Regions from separate parts of the Siniperca chuatsi genome. Here region 1 is linked to region 2. The links are chromatin contacts, called in public Hi-C maps. All regions are on one chromosome and are shown on one strand. The core of a region is the stretch at or near the end of the contact, and the rest is flanking DNA. Distances in the headings are between cores, read along the strand shown.

What was found. A called contact is a pair of places that touch in the nucleus more often than the background predicts.
Region 1: a contact with region 2 is called in a Hi-C map of skeletal muscle, with 2.4 times the contacts expected there. The contact joins the promoter of zbtb11 here to the enhancer-like site in region 2. A contact is called at or near these places in 2 of 3 Hi-C or Micro-C datasets (liver and skeletal muscle).

What each region holds. Positions count from the first base shown.
Region 1 is chrLG6:25,344,281-25,348,142 of ASM2008510v1, forward strand. zbtb11 (zinc finger and BTB domain-containing protein 11) reads left to right here and starts at 2,055. Exons shown (of 10, transcript XM_044199383.1): 1 at 2,055-2,597; 2 at 3,270-3,520; 3 at 3,645-3,862. The coding sequence starts at 2,288.
Region 2 is chrLG6:25,295,876-25,299,767 of ASM2008510v1, forward strand. nme7 (nucleoside diphosphate kinase 7) reads left to right here. Exons shown (of 11, transcript XM_044199370.1): 10 at 2,541-2,648; 11 at 3,230-3,892. The coding sequence ends at 3,262. It overlaps atp1b1a (sodium/potassium-transporting ATPase subunit beta-1a), which reads right to left. Exons shown (of 6, transcript XM_044199380.1): 6 at 3,311-3,892. Among protein-coding and RNA genes, the nearest start is that of atp1b1a, 11 kb to the right of the region's middle. Within about 2 kb of position 2,271, the one cell type or tissue checked has an H3K27ac peak away from gene starts, as active enhancers do. A contact at or near this core is called in liver, where this site is marked.

The DNA of each region.
Region 1 (3,862 bases), core at 805-3,304, 48 kb after region 2:
GCCACGCTAGCGCCGTGGCTCCAGGGATGGCAATGTCGGGCCGGTCCACCACTTTGGTCCAGCCTTAAGTATTTCAACAATTATTGGATAGATTGCCATGAAATTTGGAACAGACCTTCATGTCCCTCTCAGGATGAATTTTAATTACTTTGTGGATCCCCTGACTTTTCTTACTTACTTTTCGTACTTTGTGGCTTTGCTTAATAGCAAGTGTTAGCATGCTGACATGCTAAACCAAGATGGTGAACATAAAAACCATCTGCATGTTAGCATTGTCATTGTGAGCATGTTAGCATGTTGCCGTTAGCTGTGTACAGCCTCACAGAGCCGATAGCATGGTGGGAAGATTCAGTGATTAATCACTTATTTGAAAATATATTTGATACACTAATCGATAATGAAAACAATCAGTAATCATTAATAATCAAAACATCAGTAAGTGGTTAGGATGGAGCATCTTTTAAGAGGCTGGTTTCATGCCCCTGTACTGAGAAATCCCCACCACCCACGAGAGTATCATTCTCTTCATGTCTCTGCTCTCTGACCTCGGTGTGGAGGATGAAAACAAAAAGAGAATTTCCTCTCAGACGTCAGTATTGTATCAGACCCTGTATGTATGAAAAAACGTAAACTGTGCTTTGTTTTTGAAAATGTAACTTTTATCTCATTTCTTTCAAATCTCAGAGAGCTGGCCCTGTTGGAAAGACTTTTTATCTAAAGAGCGGAGGTGATAAATGACACTCGGGATGCTTGTCCCATAACTGAAGCTAATGTGGAATGTGTTGTGTACAGTACACACAGATATATGACTTATCTCCACCATTGAGAGGGTTAGCTTATCGACACTTCTGTCAAGCTAATTATGCAAAACTAGGCCTGATCTCTTCAGTGCCAAATATTAGAGCTGAAAAGCTGATTTCATGTGTTTCTATGGACATATGGGAACATGTGGTCTTTAATGTTGCCTACAAGCAAGAGTATCCATGTATGAACTCTGTGGGGTGTTCTTCAAGTAACCTGCTTTCATAGTGACAAATATCACACACAAAAAATACTTTCATATAGGAAATGAATCAAAACCTCATCTCACTTGACTCACGATTTTGATCACTTGAAAAAAAAAAAGCAAGTGATACTAATGTAATGCCAATCAACCCAGCTTTATTTAATAATGCAGCAAATGGTTGTGTAGACTGAAAAGCTAATGTAAAAAATAGGTCTTTAGACAGGATTTAAAATGCCAACAGTGAGGGAAAACCTGACAGTGAGAGGTAAACTGTTCCACAGCTGGGGGGAACAATGGAAAATGTTCGATCATCCTTGGATTTCACCTTGGACAGTGAAAAGGAGAGTCTGACTAAATGATTTCGGGGTCCAGGTGGAAGTCAGAAATATAAACTGCTGCCTTAAAACTTTCAACTCAAATGAACCTGCCTTTGACTCAAGGGACTCACACGGGAGTGTGCCCCCACTTTCTTATATGTGTATATTATTGGCAGGATGCTTAAGCCATTAAAGGACTCATTTGAACTGGAATCAGTCTGGTTTAATTGCACCGTCTCCAAACATGTACCATGTATGCAAGTATGCAGTTAATATGTTACTGGAAGAGTAGTTACACACTTTTACTCAACCACTGGAGTATAATTTAGCGCTACGACTGCCTCCAAATTAATTTACCTTTAGATTCTGCAATATTTCTTTATTTAACTCATACATGGGACTGCCACAATGGATAGGAGATCTGGTTGAGTCAATCTAACTTGAGACCAACAGTTCCAGAGTAAAAAATGAAGGACTACTACTACTACTGCAGAGATATATATAGTATATGTCATTTTGTCATTACCTTAGTTCATTACAATAAAACTGAGAAACATAACTGCCAGAAATAAGGACAAAATCAAATAATGATAGCCTACTTATAAAAATAACTTGAAAAAATTCTAAAGTGACCATGAGAGTGTTGCCTTTCTACGGTGGCATAAGTTTGCACATTGCCCCCTCTTGTGGCGGATAATGCTCACGACGTGCTTCCGCCATTGCTTACGCAAATTCCGGTTGTGCAGCAGCCATTTTGTCTGTTCGGGCAAGTCTACCCTGACGGTTACAAACTGCAGTTCCACCTTAGGAAACAATTTGAAATGTTGTTGTGGCATTTCTATTTCACGTTATCTACTATCTGAGCGCCGTATAAAATTTATATCACACTTTTATAAGCCGAAGAGGGCCCGCCTCTTCGAAATAAATTCATCATTCAGCGTGGAAAACGCGGGTCAGCTGAGACATGTCGTGCGAAGAAAGCTACTTGGCCATCATACGCTATCTGACTGATGAACGGGAGCCATATGCGCCGGGGACGCCTGGCAATACCAAAAGAAAAATACGCAAAGCGGCTACCTGCTACGTTGTGCGGAACGGGACTTTGTTTTATCAGCGTCGACTGAAGGGCCAGAATGACTTCACAGAGCTGGAGGTGGTGCTGCAGGACGGCCGGAGGAAGGAACTTATCAACGAGGCGCACATTACTGAAGGAGGGGAGCACCTCAACCAGCAACTCACCTGGGAGTCTATCTCTCAGAATTACTGGTGGAGAGGTAAGATACTGAAGCCAAGCCACAGTATCTACGTAGATATAACGTTAGTCACTGTTAGATAATTAAATCAGCTGGTGAACCGGTGTAAACATAAGCCTGTATAAAAAAAAATACGCCACCCGTCACATCGATACAGAGTTACTCTCTGTCTCCATCTAGCGGTTAGTTAGAGCTGTATTTGTCCTTGGACCGTTTAATCCGCAGTATTGAGAATTAATTTAAGTACGTATAAAGACCACGAGACGGACGGGAAGTTGCTAAATGACATTGGATAACTTGACTAACCATCTGATTGCACGTGCATGCACCACTCTGACTTTTCAAACAGTCTACATCTCTACACACAGGAAGAGAAAATAAATACAAAAAATGTACTAGGGGCAAATATTGATATCTAATTAAGGAAAAAATGCTAAAAATTCATGGTTTCAGTCAATGTTTTCCCGTTTTCTTAGTCTTCTATGATAGAAAATGTAATATATTTGGGATTTTGACTGTTAATCAGACAAAACAAGCAGTGTGAACACATTGGGCCTGGGCAATTAAGATGGGCAAATAACTGTCAGATAATGAAAATAATTTAGTTCTGCAGCCCAAATTTTGATTGGAGTAGTTTACAATGATGGCGTTGTCACTGTGAGTGACGTGTCCTTTTATTTTTGACGCCTTCAGGTATCCTGAAGAATGTCAAAGACCACATCAGAGAGTGTGCTCAGTGTCAGAGCAGGCGGAGTGCTGATGACGGCTCTGGACCTCGACTGTTCTCCCGGCCGGGGAGACGCAAGGCGGCTGCCAACGTGAATGATGAGGAGGACGAGGAAGAGGAGGAAGAAGAGGGAGATGATAGTTTATTCCTCACTGACCCAACTTGTCAGCTGAGATCCAAGTTGGCCAAGACGATGGCCAAGCACGAACTGGTCTTTGTATGTTTCACAGATTTGTTTTTGTGTAAGGTATCATATTGCTTCTCCTGCAATTGAGTCTTTTGTTAATGGAGTCGTTTGTTGGTGTGTATTGTGTGTGTGTGTGTGTGTGTGCTATTTCCAGGTGGACAGCAAAGGTGAGGTGAATCAGTTCCTGCCCAAACACAGCCAAACCATGTTGGACAAACTCAACCAGCAGCGCCTCAGCAATCAATTCTGTGACATCACTCTACTGATCGAAGGAGAGGAGTACCGCGCACACAAAGCTGTACTGGCAGCATGCAGCGAATACTTCAATGAGCTCTTTTTTGAGAAGGGGGCTGCCTCCACACATGAAGCTGT
Region 2 (3,892 bases), core at 1,021-3,520:
TAAAAGACAAGATGAAGTAATAAAAACACAAGAAATTAGATTCCAACAAAGCATTTATGATAAGATGAAATAGAAACTAAGATAGAGGAGTTAGAGGTCTAGGACACTAGACATCTGTGTCATCAGTAACAATGCTCCATAAGCCATTTTTACAACATACACATTTTCAGAATGTACGTGATGACAAGACGTGTATTCCTGCGATTTTTTTTTTATATAGTTATACAGTTTTTGTAATTTAAAACAGGCTATAACTCTAAAATTAAAACAAGTTACCCCCACATGGTATTATGTCACATTGTATTTTCATAAGACATTTGTCCAAGGTGAAGATGGCACTTTTATTCTGCTGCTTAATTGTTAAAATGACATACAGTAATCCCTGTGATGTCTTCTTTTGTGAAGTGCAGAGATAAAACACATTTTTTTGGGGGGGGAAAGATTGATCAAATTGGAAAGTCAACCAAAACTGTTTTTCACCACGCTATATGTAGTAAAAAAAGCAGTTGTTCACCTTCACTAGCATGTAAATGTATGTGTATACTGTATTTGCATGTTTGTAAGTGGTAAGAGCAAGGTTGGCACAATCTTCATCATAGTAGTGACTGGAACTTTAAAAAAAATTTAAAAAATTGCATATTACATTAAACTAAATTCTCATAAATGTGCTGCACAGTAGAATAGACCACACTGGCAGCCTTATGCATGTGACAGGCTCCCTCACTTCAGCATGGCTGGACAGTCAGCGGTGCAAGAAGGATCAGGCGTGAGACTTTTTTGATGATTTTCTGGATGGTCATGTAACCACCAGGTTTGGCCCCTGCCATTACTGTCCACAAAAGCCAGCGGCCATTACGTGAACATCAGTCTAGCAAACTACGGGACTCATTAAAATCAAATTAAACTCTGACTGCAGGTCACTCATGGGTAACTAATGCAATTACAGAGAGCAGTGCTTTGCAAAGAATTCTTTTATCACGAAGTAAATCTCCCCCTAATTGCCCCTTCGCCATCTTTGGCTTTAGTCTCATGTAGCATGGGACACATAAAGAACTGGCTACTGCCTGGTCAGGGCTATTTTGCAGATAGTTATGCACAGGCTGCTGTTTGTAGTTTCCTTAGACACAAACCCACAACATACTGACACATACTGTATTATACTGACAATGATTATTTCACAACTGATATTAATAAATGATGGTAATTAATAATAACTTTCCTAATTTAACATCCTAAGCAAATGTGTAACTTCAAAATGCAACACTCTTTGGAAAGGAGCTAAAATAGAACCCCGCTGACCCACAGTTCCCATGATCCTTGCAACAATTTCTTTCTTTCAGTCAATTCAATGTCGTGTTGTAGAATCATTTGAACCAGGAGACTCGTTTTCCACAAGGCTTTTGTTTCATTTGAGACAATGAACGGCTTGGAGGAGAAGGGTAGGTTGATTTATGACCTTGAAACTTGTTCCTGCCGTTTGTGTGCGCTCTATAAACCACTGGAGGATAAAGAACTTGTCATAGGAAATGGTTCCCTGCCGTAAGACAGACAAAACAAACCTTAGGTGGTGTTTTACATATGTGAATGCATTTGTAACTTGTTATATTATTGATTCTCCGATAAAAAACAAAGAGACTTTTCAGTTACAGTGGTTAGTTTTGATCAGTTTTATGTATATTCGCTTTGTTGTTGACCTTACTGCTCAAACAAGATCAAACATACCTGTGTGAGGCTGTTTTTTAAAAGCATAAAATATCACAGAATTTGCTTTTCCCAACACGTTGTATAATGTTGCTTTCCTTTAAGAAAGAAGAGTTAATAGTCATCTTGGTGAAGTAATTATTCACATATTGTCCCTCCCTTGATGGCAGACCCTGTGGGAGGGTTGCATTTCCTGGAGGCACCAAGTACCAAAGGGCAAGAGAGCCCCGCTGTGACCTTGGGAGTGTCTGATGTTGAAAGGAAATAGACCGACACTCAAGATAAAGTTACTGCCTGGAGAAAAAAGCAATGAAAAGGAGAACTCAGTGTCTCCATAATGTATTTGTTGTGTACAGTGATGAGAAAATATTTAAAGGTATGGACATTGTATTTGATTAGTTTCAGAACTGCACTATATAGAAAGGAGTGGTATGGAAAGTGTTACTAGTAAGCCTAGAAGTATCAACAATACCTGTATTATAGCAAGAGACTGAGACTATGCTATGTTAACATTTCTTTTATCCTCAAATGTAAATAGGAAGGAATGGTAATTTATTCCACTATTCAGTGTGTAAAAAAGTTTGCTGAGTGTCAGTGTTTTGTCACTTCCTCTACAGGATCACATGTGTAGTTGCTGAGTAATCACTTTGTCTTAGTACATGCCTTACAGTACAGGATGTTCAGTTTCGAAACTCCACTCTATCATCCACACAAGATTTGATATTTTCATGTCATTGTTTTTTTTTGTTCCAAGTTTGCGATACTGAGTTGAATGCTAAAATAATCTGATTTGTTTTATCAGTGAAGGAATCACAGTCAAGATGTTTTTATTTCAACAGGAAATTTCCCGGCATCTTCGTCCAACCACACTGCGTGCTCTTTATGGCAAAGACAAAGTGAAAAACGCAGTCCATTGTACAGACCTCCCTGAAGACAGTGTTCTGGAGGTGGGTGGTGTGTCACTGTCACACGCACATTGTACCCTCTGTGTACCGTAGAATACACCCACATTATTTCATCTGTGTAGTTCCACGGATCCTTCAAAATAGGTTTCCTCATTGTCTCTCAGTCCATGCATAAATAATTACCTTGCATTTAGCCAAGAACAAAAACCCCCGACTTTGTGAAGCCATGTCTTTAGACGAGTCTCATGACTCTGCTCTGTGGGCTGGGGCAACCTTAGCTCACTCTGGTTTTGAGGAGAACAAGAATGGCAGAGGAATTTGAAACAAAACCATTGTTTTGCAGGGAGTGGGTCTGACCCATCAAGCGTCATTGTTCAGGAAAACTCCTGATCTGTAGCCTGGACAAATGCCTCCTTGTTAAACATTAGCCTGTGACTGACTAAGCTGCCATTTTCCCAAGACTGGGACATAGTGGCCAAGAAAGGGCTTGTGCAGAGGAGAATTTACTCTGTGAACTTTCACAATGTCACGCTTCTAATATTAGAGAGGAAGGACTGGCTGATACTTTGATGTTTAGGTTTGATTCAGTTGGTACTGTAATTCATTTTCAATTCCTTTTACAGGTGCAGTATTTCTTCAAGATTTTGGATGGGTGAATGCAAAGGAGAAAACATGTAACTACATATTCAAAGACTTCACAGTTGTCTCATTTTTCTGTTTTATTGTTTCAGCCTTATGCAGATTAAATAAAGTGACAAGAGCAGACTCTTGACAGTTTTGATCTGTAACATTGAATTAAGTATTTTCACACCAACTACACATCTTATTACACGGGATACTGCATTGCCTCTGATATTCTTTAACTTTTTGACCAGCGACTTTGGTATTGGATTCATACATTAAACTTTGAAAAAAATGTACAACTGCATAAATATAAAATTCTTCCACCATGAATATGGCTAAAACATTCAATAGTAAGTAGCATCACGACATGTGATGTCTCCAGCAAAACAGATTTCAAAGCACTGAGTTGCCACTGTTTCCGTGGAGGTGACAGTCTTCTAGGCTGGACCCACAAAGCTCTACACTATGAATTAAGAATCGTCAGATGTAAGAGTATCAAACAGAAATGTCATCAAACCATATCCTACAGCTAATGTGAACAACAAAGAAAAGGTGTACAAATGTATCCTTCCACAGTCAACTTCAACAACTTGGATAAAGAAACACACACAAAAAAAAGGTTCCATGGAGCGCAGTCATTTACTCATATAGGGGCCTTAAAG